Regions from separate parts of the Mus musculus genome. Here all the other regions are linked to region 1. A link is a contact called in public Hi-C, HiCAR-type and HiChIP or PLAC-seq data. All regions are on one chromosome and are shown on one strand. Each heading gives the region's core, a stretch centred on a gene start, on an enhancer-like site or on the middle of the called end of the contact. The rest is flanking DNA. Distances are from core to core; before and after follow the strand shown.

Region 1 (2,700 bases), core at 135-2,634:
TTTTTTTAAAGGAAAAAAGAAAGAGAAAAGAAAGAAATAAAAGAAGAACCCTCTGCAGGTCTTTGCAAGTGATAAACAGTGAAGAAAACTTAAGAAATTCTTTTGTCAGTTTTAATAGCAAATTCTTGTTCATTTAAACACCCTGCGATGACTGGATTTTCAATAATTGTCTTCCATTCTACAGCCCCCAACCCTTTATAAAACAAATAAGGGGAACTGTTTAGACTAATTTATACTTTCTATGGAAAGCTACTTGGTGTTGCAGAAGTGCCCCCTATTTCAAATTAACCATTTGCCACTGACATAAATTTTCACCCTATCTTCCCCTAAGCCCCTCCTCCTATTGCCTTTAGGAATTGAAATCGAGACATTATTTGCATTCTTGGCTTTTTAAAAGCAGCAATAGGATATTCTTCCAAACTTACATACAATCCCCCATCCTGTGAGATCAAACAATAGCATCAATTTCAGTGGCAATATTGTACATTATGGAAGACAAGATATTATTTCTTCTTGGAATTTTTGTAGCTCTTATGTTTTAAAGGTCCACTCTGGGGCAATGGTGTTGCAGAGTTTAAGTATCTCTCTCTGATCTACATACTTTTAGAACTCACTGTGGCTTTTTAGTTCAGAATGCTGCTAGAACACATCTGACCTAAACAAGGAGTTTTTAAGAAAATTATAAGACAATATATTCTAAGAAAATATCAAGCGACGATAAATAAATACTTCAAAACAAGTATATAAAAGCCTGAAAATCTGCTTTTCAACTTACACGCATATATAGTAAAATATATATGACAACCATCCTGTTCACATTAGCAAGAATGCCAAGCATAAAAGGAGAGCAACATCTCCACTCCCTTAAAGAAATTAAAGATAACAAGTTTAACCTGCACCTGCAAAACTGTCCTTAGAGGGACAGAAACGGGGAAAGGCAGAAAGGCTCACTTCTGCTGCACCCCTAAAATCATTTTAAATACAGGTAATATGTGGCATCTTTTATCTCTTCTTTTCCCTTCCGTCCTGCTCAATGGCAGATCTCTTACTACACTCCCTGCCCACTCTCTCAATGGTACATAAGAGAATAAGAGAACCCAAGCGTCACTTACCAGTTGCATGCCACAGATAAAGATAAGCGTGCACCTGCCACTGCAATAACCCATGGTTTCCGAGACCCCTGCCACAGCCAGGCTGTCCCACGTCGGCCACCGTCGAGGCCCCAGTTTATCCAATCAGATCGTGGGGAAGGACAGGAGAACCTGCCCAGGGCTCTAGGGCTCCCAGATGCCGCTGCCAATGTCCAGGGAAGTGACAGTGTCCTGCGCGGCGGCGGCTGCCCCAGCCGCGCCCGCCACACATACCTTTACTCGTTCACTGCACTCCCAGCGCCGCGGGCAGCGCCGCCCAAGGAGACGCGCCCGGGCCCCGCAGGGGCAGCAGCGGCAGGCAGACAGCGCCGCCGAGCCCTGGGGCATCTGGCCCGCCAAGTTGCGGCCCACGCCCGACGAGCGCTCGCCCGCCCCGCACTCCCTCCCCACGCACGGGTGCGCGGGCTCCCGGGGCGGCTGAGATGCGCGCCGGGCGCCTCTGTTCTGCGCTCCGCGTGCGGGGCCCAGGGGCGGGGCGGCTGCGGGGGCCGCGCGGACGCCCTGCGGCGCCCTTCCCCTTGCCTAGATGAGCGGATCCCCTCCCAATCAACAACTTCTCAGAGGTCGTGGCGGGCAGCAGCCCTGGCCGTTGCGGGCGTGGTGTCGCGGTGCCTGGGAGCTGCGGGGGCGTTGACTGCGGGAACAACGCGAGGGATCGGGTCGGAGGAGTCCCGGTGGCATGGCTGGCTGGCTTGCTTGCTTGCTTGCGTGCTTGCTTGCTTGCTTGCTTGGCGATGCCTTGCTTTGTTGGTATCGGTCTTGCTGAGGCAACCCTGCCAGAAGCATTACACGTGCAAGCTGTGGTGTGTGTGTGTGTGTGTGTGTGTGTGTGTGTGTGTGTGTGTGTGTGTGTGTGTGAAAGTACGGTTATGAAAAGGGATGGTGAGATATCAACTGGGGTGCCGCTAAGGCATTCTTCCCCACTGGAAAACCTGCATGCACTTACAGCAAAGAGCGGAGGGAGAGAAGTGGACACGGTGGCGGCCAACCAACAGTCCTGTGCTTGGCACGAGGCAAGGACAGCAAGGGACAGAGATTCCAGAGTTTCAAAGATTAGCCTGCTACAAGGACCGAACGGAATTGCCTCTTGAAGTTGCAAAATGTAGGGAGCCAGAGGAAATGTAGGAGTTTGGTTTTGGTGCTTCAGACTGCTTTCTTAACAATGGAAGGAGCCGATGAAATTTGAGCACTTATCTACCAGACCTCATGCACCATCCGGTTGGTTATGTGTCCTTGCTTGGTCATACTCCAGGTTTGACAGCAGCAGTTACCTGCGGACACGCACTCTGGAGCCTGTTGCTGCCACCTACGGGTAAAAAGCTGAAGGGAAAAACATGCTGGAGCAAGTGATGGTCATTTAGACCTTGGTGTTCAGAAGAGGGCATTTCATTTACAGTCCCAACAGCTACTGAAAGCATTCCTAATCTGGCTACAGAGAGAGGGTGTACTGTTGAGATCCACTGGATAGTAAAGCCATTGGAATAAAGTGCTGTGAGTGAAAAGAACTGTTCATGGAGCTAAAAAATACCATCGTTAGAGATGTAAAACC
Region 2 (2,700 bases), core at 89-2,588, 1.4 Mb before region 1:
GATGGCATTAATGCAAACCATTCCTTCTGAGTGCTGCTTCCAAAGTGAATTTCCGAGAGCTTTCGTCCTCCCTGTCCCTCACTCCACATAAGACCATCTCTGGGCTGATGAGATGGCTCGGCAGGTAAAGGGCCTGCTCTAAACTGACTGCTCTTCCGAAGGTCCTGAGTTCAAATCCCAGCAACCACATGGTGGCTCACAACCATCCATAATGAGATCTGACACCTTCTTCTGGTGTGTCTGAAGTCAGCTACAGTGAACTTAGGTATAATAATAATAATAATAATAATAATAATAATAATAATAATAATAATAAAGGCAATCTCTGATCCTTTCTAAGATCCCTTTACTCTTATTTTGAATGATCCTAGAGTTCTCTGGATTCCTCCAGCGAACACCCTGAGCACGGAGAGCAGGTGACCAACCCTCAATTAAGGCAGGCACTGGGTGCGGCTGGGGTGGGGGGTGAGGTGGGGTGGGGTGGGAAAGCGACTCTTCTAAGAACACGAAAAACTGGGATAGGGTTATCAATCTGGATGTCGGGGGCGGGGTTGGGGGTTGGGGGGAAATGTGAAGCTCTCTTGCCTTTGAAGGCCAATCCTCCCACGCTGCAGCCCTCGAATAGCAGGGACACTGAGTCTCCACAAAACCACCACCTCTCGGGTCCGCGTCACCCCCGCCCGCATTTGTGAACTGCAAGAGGTGAGCCCCAAGGCCGGAGTCCAGAAGATCCGGCTCTCCCCACGCCTCCCCGGGAAGAACAGCGCAGACATCCGGAGCCTGAACAACAGGTCCTTTGAACACCTTCCAGGACGAGGAAGTATGGCCCACTGACTGCTGGAAGGGATAGTGCAGACAAGGACACAATCCCTGCAGACCCGCTACTCTGTTTTCAGTCCTCAGCCCTTCCCTGGTCCCCAGCCCCACCGCAAAATCTGAGTCAAGCAAAGGATCCCGAAGGCGCGCGTAGGCGCAGAGTTCCGTCTGCGTAGGATGTCCCTGTCTGTCCCGGAGTAAAGTTAGGTACTGAAGGAAAATAGTCTCTCTGTACATCTGAGGACCAGACCTCGGGGGCGACCGGCGACCACCCACCTTGTGCCTGCGCCTCCATGGTGGCCGGTTTGGAGCTGAGCACCGCGGAGAACACGCGGACTCCTCGCAGAGCAGCAGATGGTAGCGATTCCCGAGCTCGGAAGACAGCTAGCCCCGCCGCCCGTGCCCTCTCCCGGCGCGCGTGTCGCGAGCATTCGTGGAGGGGGCGGGGTACTGGCGGCGGCCACCACTGGCCGCTGCTGGTTACCTCCGCCCCTTCCAATCCACCTAGGCTACACAGCGCAACCGAGAACGCCAGGTCGGGCGCCACCTGCCGGCCGCTCTGCGCACCCAGTGGGAGGCTTCCCCTCCAGCACACAAACGCGCAGACAACCAACACCATAGCCCAGAAGCCCACAAGACACAAATGCCTTGGCAGGAAGGAGGTAGGGAGCGCAGGGGTACAATGCTGAGCCATTGGTCCTGGTGGAGACAGTCAGGTTAGGTTCCTGGGCGCCCCAGTACCATATTCTTTTTGTCAACTGACCATTATATAACTTTGTTATATGCCCATTTATAGAACCCTTACTTAATGTAATTGGCTCATTTAACATTGAGCATACAGTGCTCGGACAAAAACACAGTTTATTAAGGTTATGTAATGTGTATACTTCTTCTATAAAGTTCATCACACTATATTGCACTTAGGGTGTTGGGCATGAATCTAGTTTGAAACGAAACTGGGCAGTGCTGGCGTGGGGGGTAGGGGCTGCAATATTTTGAGATTTTTGTTTACTCCAACAGGCAGAAGAAAAACTGAGTTTGGTGTTACAAGCAAATCCGAGTGAAAAGTGACAAAGGAACATGGAGCCTAAGACACATTAATAGGACATGTGTCTTGTTATCCCGAGCCTGTAGGCTGTGTCACTAGATTGGTGTAGGAGTCCTTTTCAGAGAAGACTAAAACTTCAGTCCTGTGTCAAGGCTTGTCTGCTGGTGTAACTGGAAAGCTAACAGTATGAATGGGCGCTCACACGTCACCCCCACCAGTCTCTACGTACTTCCTTTTCCTCAGCGTCTCACAAACTTCATGAAACAGTCTAGCATTTTCTTATGCTTGGTGTTACATAATTTGCAATTTTGCGTGAAAGGGTGTCATTCTCTTTCTCTATAAAATAGATGGGGGAGTCTGGTGAGATTGAAGGTGTTTATTATATTAAATCTCCTGTAATTTCTGCCAAAGAGCCTCAAGTAGATTTACACTCAGGAAAGATAGTGATTAATCAATCAAAAAGTCGTATTTTTACCACACCCAAGTTACTCTCAAAGTTACAGGATAAAATACAAAAATGGGTGTCCTTTCCCTTGAAAGAAAGAATACTGGTGGTTTTGTGGCATGCACACGAGCATGCCAGTGGTTTGGGTTGGGTGGTTTGTCTGTTTGTTTTTCTCAGTTTTGTGTTGAAGATCTCATAGGTATGTAATCAATTTCATGACATTTACCCTATAATGACTTTTAGTGAAAGTTACCAGGCAGGTACAAAGTGGCTACTGGATGATGAAATCACTTTTAGAGTCTATTCAGGTTTTCTGGTCGTCTTAATCCTAGAAATTAAACACCAAGTCACAACAGTTGACTCCCAGCTGTTAAAAGCTAAAAATAGCTCC
Region 3 (2,700 bases), core at 181-2,680, 1.6 Mb before region 1:
AAGTCCTATTTATGATTTCCAGAAAGTTTTATACTCTAAAAAGCCACTTTCACAGGCATTTTTACTGCGATAACACCTGATTCAAACACTCTGATTAGAGTGACTAACAGTATGATTTATAGGGAGAAAGCAGATAGGGACTATATATAAAACCAGGAATAGGGCTTTCTACACCTAGGACCTTAGCATAGCAAGGCAGCCTGGTGGTGCTGGCATTTGAAGCTTGTGCTTTATAGATAACACAAACCACTCACCTACTTCAGTGCTGGAGAGCACTTGGGACCTCATGCACAGCTACACTACACTGCCAACTTTTCATTTCTTCTGTAGAGCTGACTTTAGAATCCTGGATGCTGCTCATGGATGCTACTTCAGTGCTGGAGAGCACTTGGGACCTCATGCACAGCTACACTATACTGCCAACTTTTCATTTCTTCTGTAGAGCTGACTTTAGAATCCTGGATGCTGCTCATGGATGCTGCCTCAGGGTTCTGTAGAATCTACTGAGCAACATTCTATACCAACATTATGCTATGATGACTATACATTTTCTAGTATAGTTCCCGGTATAGTATTCGGGCTCATATGGAAGAGGTGGTAGGTATATCAAGTAGTGAGAAACGAGAACAGACAATGGTTCATTAGAACCATCACCTTTTAGGGCCCTGTAAATAAATAAACCTACTTTGTTACAAATAAAATTGGAATTCCTTTTTATTTCTCTTTCTTCTTGAATCTTATTCATATCCTCGACTCCCTCTGCTTGAATTTGTCCATATCCATTAACTGCATTTAAAAGTTTGTACCATCAAATTGTCAATGGAAACTAGTCAGGTAGTCCTGGAAGATCCTGATCAGTTTCCTGGCAGAATGGATGCTTGTGGTTTCACCATGGGCTTCCTCTTACTAGCCCATTTCCTGCTTCCTCCAAAGTTTCCTGGTATGTCTGCCAAGCATTGCCTCCCTTCACAGGCTTGCCCAGTGCCTTTGTTAAACTGGTTAAGCGAAGCTTCTTATAGCTAGCTCTTCCTGCCAATCAGACACTGGGCTTCTAAGAAGCAAGGTTTGCAGGCATTATCCAGCTTCATCCTCCTTAGGCCTTTCTGCCCTTAGCGTCAAGCTGCGATTCCTGTGAAAGTTGATGGTTACTTGGGCAGAGACCATCCAAAGTCTGAGCACAGACCTTAGTACAGAGAAAGTGCTCTACCAAAGGAGGAAGTGGGGCTGTGAGGAGGAGCCAAAGGGTGGGGAGGAGCTGAAGGAGGGCGGGGAGGAGCTGAAGGAGGGCGGGGAGGAGCTGAAGGAGGGCGGGGAGGAGCTGAAGAAGGGCGGGGAGGAGCTGAAGGAGGGCGGGGAGGAGCTGAAGGAGGGCGGGGAGGAGCTGAAGGGGAATGGGGAGGGGCTTGAGGTTGACACCGCCCAGCTCTTATGCACTTCAGCATGGCTTTGGCCTCGTCCGGCTCTGGAGCCGGGCTGTTGCGTTTTCTGCGTCTAGTTGGGCAGCTCAAGGTGAGCGGGTGGGATCGGCTTGGCCGGGAGGCGGTGCGGCCCAGCTCAGGCACCGACCTCACGCAACCTCCCTCGCTCAGCCCGGCGTTGCTGGCGGGTACGCAGCCGAGGCTGGACCGGGGACTCGTGCACGCTCCATGCCCAGCGCGGCCACAACCCAGGCCATGGCGATGCTGCGGAGCGGCAGCGGAAGGCAGGAGCCGAAACCCCTGCACGTAGGCTGTGGAAACCTTCCTCTATCACCGTGACTTCCGGAACTGTTGGTTTCAGTAAATCGGTTTCAGCGTGCACCAGCCCTTGCTTGGCAGAGCTTGTGCAGAGCCCCCTTTGTTCCAAGATGAGCTGTTCTGTAACACTGCGACTATTTGTGAAATTCGTTAGATGCATAGAACTCCCAGAGAAAATGCAGACTTACACAGGTTGAGAAGTAGTGAAAGGCTTGACTGCCATGGAAACTCCTCCAAGCCATCTGAGTTAGAATTGGAGAGTCTGTCACATGTTGCATGTACAAAATATTCTATTATTGTATGAAATGAGTTTTTGGACGGCACAAACCTACTACTCTCATAGTTAGGAATAATACTGGGGCTTTGCTTTGCATTTTTCCTAACTACACCACAGATGAACAGCACAGGCTGGCAGCCTGGAACTTGGGTCTTCACCTGTTGAGTTCTTAGATTCCAGGCGTGTACCACCAGGCGTACCACCAGTTTTGCTTTTATGTCTAAAAACTTTTTGTGTATTATCCCATAGTTATACTTCACTAGCACAGAGTAAAGACTATTGGACTTTTGTATACTTTTGAACATTTTTGTATATTTGTGAATTGTCCACTCACTAGTGAGATTTCAGATTTTTATCGATATGATTAGTTTAAATGAAACATTTTTAAAAAAATAGGTTTGAAACCACGACTCAGCTGACATGTGGCTCTGTGGCCATTCTCTGGCATTTTCTTGAAGAGCACCTGTCATTTTTTGTTGTTGTTCCCAGGGATAGTGTTTTGTTTAATTCCTTATCTTATTTATTAGAGAGTTCCACGGACTGGCTGGGTATACAGAAATGTCGAAAAGCCAGAAAGCGTGTCAGATCACATGTACCGGATGGCAGTTATGGCCATGGTGACCAGAGATGACCGTCTTAACAAGGATAGGTAAGTTATTTGAACATTGATGCTTATGAAGGTTTCTG
Region 4 (2,700 bases), core at 174-2,673, 1.4 Mb before region 1:
ATTTACAACAATAATTATTAATAGTTCACAAACATAAAATTAGTATGGGATGTGTTTTCTATACGACTTCATTCTTTCTATTTCCCTGAAGTCCTTTGACCCCTTTATCACCTTCAGTCATACAAGTCTAATTAAAAAACCACCAGCACAACAGAGCCAATGTTTTCTAGGAAACCGTCTAGCCTTTTGTCCTTGTCTTTATTGTCACAATCCTATAATGTGCACACTATAATATTTATTTCATTATTGGTTGGCATACATTTTATATAAGAACATACATGTGGTTCCTAAAGTCCCAACTGACTCTAATGACTTAAATGTGAGATATTTTGTAATTCTCTCTGCCCCACACAGTCACTATCTATAAAGAGAAGTTCACATGTGGAAAATCATTTAATTCAGGAAAGCACCCCGTTTTCTATAGGAATAATGATCAATGTAGCTTCTGTCCAGAGCGTTTAGGTTGGCATTTCTAAAGGTCTGCTTCTCAGAGCAGCGATGGACTAATAGCATTAGTAGCATCTGGACCATTTTAGAAACGTAAACTCATGGGTCCAGCCAGCACACTGTGCTAGAAACTGACAGTAGAATCTAGCAATGTGTGTCTGCAACAGACTACAGACTATCATGCTGTTTGAAAACTACTCCTTTAATACATATGTTTATATACTAAAGTCTCATAAACACATCCTGTAGGAAACATGTTCCTCTGACTTATATGCCCTGAACTGCATGGCTGTTTTAAGCAAGGCAGAGCAGAAACCACACAAACTGACTGACTCACACCACCACATGTACACTCACACGGTCTCTACTGCTGTGGGAGAAATCTAATCTCAAATATGTCACGTGTCTTACCGATTACAACTGCTATGGCCCCTAGTGCCAATCCCAAAACCAGGATGAGAGGCGCAATGAAGAGCTTTCCAGCTGAAAAACAAAAGTATAAGAGTTAAAGGCTCTCACTGCTGAGTTACAGAGCAGTTACAGTAATCCTTAAAGAAGCATAAGAACAATTAAGGGCACATATAGAACTGATACATGGTGTATGTACAGTGCCACAAAGCCATGGGCAGATGCCGTGTAGCCACAGGTCCCTTACTATTTATACCCAAAACAGACTATAATCCTTTTCACTGATGCGCTTCAGTCTCTGTGCTTTTCCTTTAGATTTCTCCTACTTTCAACGTACAAAATGTTGAACGATTAAGAATGGAGTGACTCAGAGGATAATCTATTGAGCTCACAAAGTTAGACAGCCAGTAGGGATCAGAGAGGGTGTCTGACCAGCCCCATGTCTAAGAACAATGCTTTATTTACTTGCTAGATAAAGAGGGACATCATATGAATGTCTAACAGACTGAACTCCAAATGGGATGCCTGAAGACAACTGCTAGGGGAACTTCCCACTGCGTAAGTGATGTGCTGGAAGTTACCCAAGTGAATCACTGAAACAAATGTTAACAGGCAGCATTGTAAGACAGCTCAGTGCTGGCAGGCACAGCACGCTTGGCAGCACCAGCGGTTTCTCTGCTGAATGAATATTTGATCTGTGATAATAATCACCATTGTTACATGTAACTGCAGCCCAGAAGCCACTAGAGGACTCCCTATATCTCTAAAAGGCTCCAACATAGACAAAACCAGGACAGTTACTTATTTCTTGTTACTGTGCTGTGACTTTTGACATAACCGTACAAACGAAATGTCACAAAGAGTGTGAAGGGAACAGGAAGTCTGCAGTAGTCACACAGCTACTTAAGAATCACACAGCAATACCATCTATAAGTTATGATCATTGACCAATGAATGAAAGATAATTCAGCCATTTGTTGGGAGTTTGGCAGGAAAAATTAACTTTTTTAATTCATAGAAAACAGTTTTGGAATTAGATGACTAGATATAAAAAAATACAGTTTTAAATATCAATTTTAGCATTACTTAATACCTAGTATTTAGATATGAATTGTTGTCCATTTAACATAATGCCCAGACATACGTTTTTTTCTTTTGCTTTACACAATAACAAAACTCAGTTAAGTGACATGAAATCTTATTGAACAAGGGCATGTGTATCCATAGAGCTGTGTGGAAGAAGCTAGAATACAGTACAAAGGGTTACATATTATAAACATACAGCTTAATCTCTTTAGTAATATATCCTTAAAGTATCCACCAAGACATTTCTTCACAGCATCAGAATATAACTGTCAAGTAATAATAGCACTGACATTTTCTTCCCAACCATCACGGAATACAAGGAGCAAATATCTGCCCTTTAGAAGGAATAAACTTGACAGTGTAGGACATGGACTGCTAAAGATGATTTTGAGTGGAGTAAGCACGCTTTCTCTTATTCCAAGATCAGTAACAATTCTCTTAGAACATCATTTTCAATAATCAAATATAATTTTTCACAACCATAAATTATATCTTATTTAAACATTTTTAATTTAAAATTTTGTTTAATTTCTGCTATGACAATCTACCATTGATTGTGTCTTAACATTTACTGTTTTATTTGTTTATTTCTTTGGGATGTGTGTGCTTTTTCATCATTGTCCCATTTCATATTCTATAAACAATCAACAGCACATCCTTGTGTTTAGATACCTGTTAAGTCCATACATTCTTCTTGTCAGCAATTGGCTTTCCCAGGGTTTCAGAAGCGCTGATCATGAAAGAATGTCATGTTAACAA
Region 5 (2,700 bases), core at 111-2,610, 1.3 Mb before region 1:
CAGGTGGATTTCTAAGAGTTTAAGGCCAGCCTGATTTACATTGAATTCCAGAACCTCAGGCCTACACAGAGAAATCCTGTCTCAAACAAAACAAAAACAAAAACAAGCTAATATTCCTTATTGCTCCTGTGTAATCTGAGCAGTGAGCAATATGTGGGCAGGTGACTTGCCTGGCCCTTTATGAAAAGGTCACCATTTGGGAAATCAAAGTAGAATAAAATAAGGCAAAAAGAGTCCAAATTCCTGTAGAGTTAAAACGTTCTGCTAACATAAAATACAGTGAAACTATTCAGCTTTCCAAACATATTTTATAAATACTTAAAATACTGAAGTATTCCTGAACACTACCCAGTACCTTTCACTAATGATACCATCTACTTGGAAAATCTCTGACATTTAGTAAACACTACTCAGTAGATTGGCTTCTTCTAGTCATAAGCTGAACTGTATGTACATATTTATACTCTCCTAAAATACCTGCAAAACATACTAGAGCACAGATCTATGTTAAAGGTAAACACAAGGTAGTTTTCATATATGGAAAAACATCACATTGGCATTAACGCCAATTGAAATGTTACTGGTCTTATAATAAACATAGAATGTATCAGGAAATCCTCAGGCACTGAGGGAAATAAATCAGTGTGTGGGAGGGAGGGGCCACTCAGTTACTCAGCATAGACCCAACAGAGCAGACCTTTGTTTAAGCAGCCACTTTATCATTACATGCTTACTGAAAACAAAGAACAGGACAGCCACATCAAAACAGCACACTCTGTGGATGGCAGAGCTGTGACCCCAGAGTCTGAGTCATTAAATGCAGAGGAAATGTAACTTAGTACAGAAAAGAACACTGTTACAAAAATAAGAACCAGAAAAGGGAATATAGATAATTAAACACAATTAAATAGAGAAGCAAAGGGCACTTACTAGCCAACTCAATAAACAAAGGCGTGCATGGAACAGAACGACCAGTGCCCACTGTTGCTGTAGCACCTTTGCTGTCTACATGAGGAGAGGGTGGAGCTCTTGTTTGTTTCACAGGGTGGTGAAGGCTAAGCACTAAGCATCAAATTAAGCACAAAATTCCTTTCAAGAAAAACAAAAAGGCACTTTAAGGGGGAGGGGACACAAAACTGGCTCTAATGGGTAAAGTAACTACAGACAGTAACATATATAGACAGATACTTTAGGGCAATGGCTTTTTACACAGTGCCCCCAACCTACACAAAAGCAAGCAAGCCAACAGAAATCCATCCTAGACAAGGGAAATCTGGCAGGAGAAACAAGCTAAGGAGACGTCTGTCAGTGTTGCCTGGGAGATAAGACTGCAGCTGGTATACAGGGTTGCACAACCTCCAGGCCTTACAACAGAGTGGCTGCAGGCACTGGCAAGGTCTACTGCTGCCGCAGAGCACCCCCAACACCTTTGAAAAGCAAAAGGCAAGGCAGACATAATGCAGACAAGCCATCTGCAGCACCTGCATAATTGTGCAGATCCACTGGCCCCTCTGCTGTCACAGCAACTGCCTCCTAGTCACGTCCCTACTGCTATCTTCCCCTCTAAACACAGTTTACATTCCACACAGAAGAGAGAATCTTTTTAAAATATTAATGACATCTCTACAGCTGTACCAAATGGTCCAGTGATTTCTCATCACAGTTGGAATAAAGTATCGATTTCACAGAGGAGCGATAGAATCTGACCCATAGCTGGTCTGTGCGCCCTCCTCCACAGCTGCACACATGCTACTTCCTCCTGTTTCTGAAGAAGGCCAAGCCTTGTCCGATTCGAGCCCTCTGAAGCTGGGACTCCAGTCTAGGCTCTACTGTGTGGGAGGTCTTAGTTCTGCTCACCACCTTTCACCAGCTCTCAGCTTTTCTTCTGCAGCTGTTACATAGACTGATCCAGTCCCTTCTCCAACCATCGTCAACTACACATTCTATTTGCACAAGTGTGTTTTGATTTGTGTGTGTATGTGTGTGTGTTTGCTTACTCTAACTCACAAGTGTCCAGCCCTTAACCTACTTTCTACCACCTTCTACAGCAACAGCCACTTTTCAGATACCAGCCAAGTTCCAACTTTCACTACTTCTCAAAACACAGCTCTCTCTTCCTAGAACTGCTGTCTCCAACAATCCATAACATACAACTTAGTGTCATAGATCGCACCCTAATCTTTGCATGAGGAGCTTATTCTTCACATGTTGATTTTTTAAATGTTCTGGGAAAACTGATCATGGACTACTGTATAAAGACTCACCTGTCTCATAAAGATGAGTATGTGCTCCCAAATATTCTGTGCTCTGATTTCATTTTAATAGGATATGAACACTCAAGTTGTTCCTCCTTCCCACGCTCCTCTTATGCCCACTATGTACTGACGCTAGTGAAGGAAGAGCAAGCTTTGGACAGTGAGATTCCTCTCTGGAGAAAGCTGTGAAACTCTTGGCTGACTGTTCAATCTGTGATTTGTTAGTCCAAAAAAGATGACAAAATTAATTATTCCCCCACCTTGCCAGAGCTCTGGTCTTATGATCAGCAGCAGACAGGTCCTTCCATGACTATGCAGGGTTAAGGATGTGGCCACTGATCAACAAGTTGCCTGTGAGAAGATTGCCTACTTGACCTTGACCTCATTAGCTAATGCTCTGAGCAAACTTACAGGGTCCATTGAGATTGTAACAAACCAAGAGGTT
Region 6 (2,707 bases), core at 187-2,686, 1.3 Mb before region 1:
ATAAGGGGACCGGTCACCTCTGTCCTTGCTAGGAAGTTTAATGCCTTGCCATGGCGATCAGGGCTGAGGGTGGGCAGAGAGTAGTGGAGAGTTACCTGAGAGCTCAGGTAGATTTTGAGGCACTCCTCGCACACCGCCTTCTTGCAGCAGGGCAGGGGCTTGATGGGTTTGTCTTCCAGGCACACCCGGCACATCAGCACCATGAGGGGCGCATAGGGGTCCCCTACTCCCCCCAGGCCAGAGTAGGGTGGAGCCCCTAATAGGCCAGGCACGGAGAAGGGCTCCGGAGCCAGGTAGAACTCCAGCTCGATGCTGCCGCCGTCGGGGGAAAGGGGGTCAGCCGGGAGCGACAGCGGGGAGCTGGGGAAGGAGGGCGGCGGGCTGGCGGGAATCGGCCCCAGCGGTGCTTGAGGTGGGGACTCCGACGGCGACGGGGACTCGGCGGAGGGGGCCTCGGGCAAGTCGCTCTCCACGCAGTACACGGAGCAGAGGACTTGCGGCTTGGCGGGGGGCGGGTGTCGCTGGGCCAGCACGTCCAGGAGCAGCCCGTCGGGGGGCTGCTGGCCGGGGGGCGCCTCCCGTGGCCCCGCTCCCTCCGCCTCGCGCTCCAGCTGCAGTTCCAGACTCTGGGGGTCCAGGGGCCCGCTGAGTGGCAGTCGCGCGGGCTGCCCTGCCGGGGCCCGGTTGCTCGCAGGCTCCTGGACACTCGCGTCCACGCAGCCCGGGTCTCTGCCGCCGCCGCCGCCGTTCGGCCGTGAAGAGGAGGCTGCAGCGCGCGGCCCGGCTGTCCGGACGCGGTCCCCTCGCGGCCTGGGGGACTCGGGCTGGCCCGCCGAGCCTCCGCCAGAGGCCCGCGCCCCGCCGCTGCCGCTCACCGTGCTCTGCTCCTCGCCCATCGCCGCCCGCGGCCTGCGCCGCCGCCGCCCATCCAGCCGCCCGGACCCCCAGCCGGCGCCGGGCAGCGCGGGCAAGCGGCTCCGCTCCACTCGCGGCGGCCCTTCTGCTTCCGGATCCCTCCTCCGGGGCCGGGACGCCCCAAGCGCCCTCCGGGGAGCCCGGGCTCCCGGGCCGCAGCGTGCGGGCAGCCGGCTCCTCCTCCTCCACCTCGTAGTCGTCGTCTTCCTCCTCGTCCGGCGCGGCCGGGCACCGCCTCGAGGACTCCGAGGGCCTCAGGCTGAGGGGGCCCGGCCCGCATGCACGTCGCGGCGCTGCCGCGGACCCGCGAGTCCCGGGTGGGGCGGAAGAGTTCCCGGGAGGCGGGAGGAGACGGTCAGCCCCGCGCCATCCCTGCCTCCGCGGCGGGGCGCGCAGCCGGCGATCCCGAGGGTCGCCGGGCCTGTGGCGTCACCGAGAGGTGGCCGAGTCCGCAAGCAGTGGCTGGTGTCCCTGGAGGAGAAGCGGGAGACCTCCCTCTCCTCGTGCAGCACCTAGGGCCCTGCTCCCTCCCCTCACCCCACCCCTTTGGCACACACCTCCCCACACGTACACACATACGCGCGCGGGCGCCCACGCACACAGTCGCACGCACACAGGAGTGAGGGTGATCTAAGCTGAGCTGTGCTCTCACCCCTAAGAATTCCCACTCGGCCCCAGCCAAATGCTTAAGCGCTTGCAGGCGCCCCTTAGTGCTCTGCTTTAAGTAGAACTTCCGACAAAAACTGCTGGACCCTGGGCTCTGGACGGAGAACACACTGGGATGTCACGCTCGAGAAGTAGAGGCGATGGTGTGCATTCTACCTGGTGCGATAGGAAGGATCTTCGAAAACCATAAATAACCCAAAAGCACTTGTCGTCTGCTCCTCCAACTATAATATTTACAAGCACTAAGGAATAACTAATCTGACATTTACTGCTTTTCCTCTGCTCAGTGTTCTCTCGCGAATTATTTTTGTGGGCTCTTGGGGTTTTGTTTGTTTGTTTGTTTGGTTTTTGTTTTGTTTCTGAACCCCTTTAAGTGGGTAGCCTGGCCTGATTAATCAGCTGGATCATCATTAGGAATCAGGGAAACTTATTAACATAACCATATTCATACCCAAAACTGTTTCCAAGGCAACAATTATATCTCAGCCAGAACTTAATTATGTGTTGATCTATCTTTATTTTACAGGAAGTATTAGTCACCCAAACACTGGTGTGATTTAGTTTTCTAAAGCCAATGAAAACATTTTTGGGAAGCCAACCATTTTTATTTTTTTAAAATAGGGAGGGAATTCAATTTACACATTCATGTCAAAGGAAAAATCTGTTAAATGTGTAGATTATTTTTTAACCTTGAAGTTGTTATTGATTTGTTCTAAAATATTTTCCAAGGCAAATGCAAAGGCTACAAGGGAACTAAGAATTCAGTATTGACCAAGCAGAGACCCAAAGGTCATGGGTTTCAATCAGGTGCGGTTGAAGCTCAGGTACACCAGAGCATGGTGACTTGCCGCCAGATGCCCTGGCACTCAGTAGTCTGACCCAAGAATGAAGAATAACTATTTTTTGATGATTAAATGGTACTCAGGCAGCCTGGAGAGATAGCTCACTCACTCAATCCTCAGTATCCACCTCAGAAACACAACCCGCTGGAAAGCCCAGACAGGTAAGTGGACGGATGTTGCTGGGACTCCAGAAGACTCCATCTCCCTGTTCAAGGATTGCCCTTTCTTTCCTTACCAGGACTTCTTCCTGCTACATGCTGCTAGCATTTCTGAGCAACATGTCA

What was found. A called contact is a pair of places that touch in the nucleus more often than the background predicts. HiCAR-type assays count read pairs that join an accessible place to other places. HiChIP or PLAC-seq counts read pairs in DNA pulled down with a chosen protein or histone mark.
Region 2: an H3K4me3 HiChIP or PLAC-seq map of embryonic forebrain shows a contact between it and region 1, with 18 times the contacts expected there. The contact joins the promoter of Tpd52l1 here to the promoter of Nkain2 in region 1. A contact is called at or near these places in 4 of 39 promoter capture datasets (cranial neural crest, embryonic stem cells, frontonasal cranial neural crest and 1 more), 2 of 484 Hi-C or Micro-C datasets (embryonic fibroblasts and stem cell-derived neural stem cells) and 3 of 115 datasets of contacts at active chromatin or transcription factors (embryonic forebrain, embryonic stem cells and forebrain).
Region 3: a contact with region 1 is called in a HiCAR-type map of astrocytes, with 6 times the contacts expected there. The contact joins the promoter of Hddc2 here to the promoter of Nkain2 in region 1. A contact is called at or near these places in 4 of 39 promoter capture datasets (the 3T3-L1 cell line, embryonic stem cells and hippocampal neurons) and 2 of 115 datasets of contacts at active chromatin or transcription factors (astrocytes and embryonic forebrain).
Region 4: a Hi-C map of adipose-derived mesenchymal stem cells shows a contact between it and region 1, with 2.2 times the contacts expected there. The contact joins the enhancer-like site here to the promoter of Nkain2 in region 1. A contact is called at or near these places in 8 of 39 promoter capture datasets (the 3T3-L1 cell line, 3T3-L1-derived adipocytes, cranial neural crest and 5 more), 3 of 484 Hi-C or Micro-C datasets (adipose-derived mesenchymal stem cells, cerebellar granule neurons and cerebral cortex) and 3 of 115 datasets of contacts at active chromatin or transcription factors (astrocytes, embryonic forebrain and forebrain).
Region 5: an H3K4me3 HiChIP or PLAC-seq map of stem cell-derived neural progenitor cells shows a contact between it and region 1, with 13 times the contacts expected there. The contact joins the enhancer-like site here to the promoter of Nkain2 in region 1. A contact is called at or near these places in 2 of 39 promoter capture datasets (the 3T3-L1 cell line and second pharyngeal arch cranial neural crest), 8 of 484 Hi-C or Micro-C datasets (cerebral cortex, cortical neurons, embryonic stem cells and 4 more) and 11 of 115 datasets of contacts at active chromatin or transcription factors (SST interneurons, VIP interneurons, embryonic forebrain and 7 more).
Region 6: a contact with region 1 is called in a HiCAR-type map of astrocytes, with 11 times the contacts expected there. The contact joins the promoter of Rnf217 here to the promoter of Nkain2 in region 1. A contact is called at or near these places in 6 of 39 promoter capture datasets (the 3T3-L1 cell line, cranial neural crest, frontonasal cranial neural crest and 2 more), 12 of 484 Hi-C or Micro-C datasets (the HL-1 cell line, adipose-derived mesenchymal stem cells, cerebellum and 8 more) and 12 of 115 datasets of contacts at active chromatin or transcription factors (SST interneurons, VIP interneurons, astrocytes and 8 more).

The regions. Positions count from the first base shown.
Region 1 is chr10:32,888,531-32,891,230 of GRCm38.p6, forward strand. Nkain2 (Na+/K+ transporting ATPase interacting 2) reads right to left here and starts at 1,385. Exons shown (of 7, transcript NM_001013411.2): 1 at 1,113-1,385. The coding sequence starts at 1,166.
Region 2 is chr10:31,444,620-31,447,319 of GRCm38.p6, forward strand. Tpd52l1 (tumor protein D52-like 1) reads right to left here and starts at 1,339. Exons shown (of 8, transcript NM_001359364.1): 1 at 1,093-1,339. The coding sequence starts at 1,111.
Region 3 is chr10:31,311,975-31,314,674 of GRCm38.p6, forward strand. Hddc2 (HD domain containing 2) reads left to right here and starts at 1,431. Exons shown (of 6, transcript NM_027168.2): 1 at 1,431-1,509; 2 at 2,541-2,662. The coding sequence starts at 1,441.
Region 4 is chr10:31,502,893-31,505,592 of GRCm38.p6, forward strand. Rnf217 (ring finger protein 217) reads right to left here. Exons shown (of 6, transcript NM_001146349.1): 5 at 859-930. Among named protein-coding and RNA genes, the nearest start is that of Gm51764, 55 kb to the left of the region's middle. Within about 2 kb of position 1,424, at least 63 of the 459 cell types and tissues checked have an H3K27ac peak or open chromatin away from gene starts, as enhancers often do. A contact at or near this core is called in adipose-derived mesenchymal stem cells, where this site is marked.
Region 5 is chr10:31,591,556-31,594,255 of GRCm38.p6, forward strand. The region is part of intron 1 of Rnf217 (ring finger protein 217); the gene reads right to left. Among named protein-coding and RNA genes, the nearest start is that of Rnf217, 17 kb to the right of the region's middle. Within about 2 kb of position 1,361, at least 134 of the 459 cell types and tissues checked have an H3K27ac peak or open chromatin away from gene starts, as enhancers often do. A contact at or near this core is called in SST interneurons, VIP interneurons, cerebral cortex and 8 more, where this site is marked.
Region 6 is chr10:31,608,289-31,610,995 of GRCm38.p6, forward strand. Rnf217 (ring finger protein 217) reads right to left here and starts at 1,437. Exons shown (of 6, transcript NM_001146349.1): 1 at 96-1,437. The coding sequence starts at 896.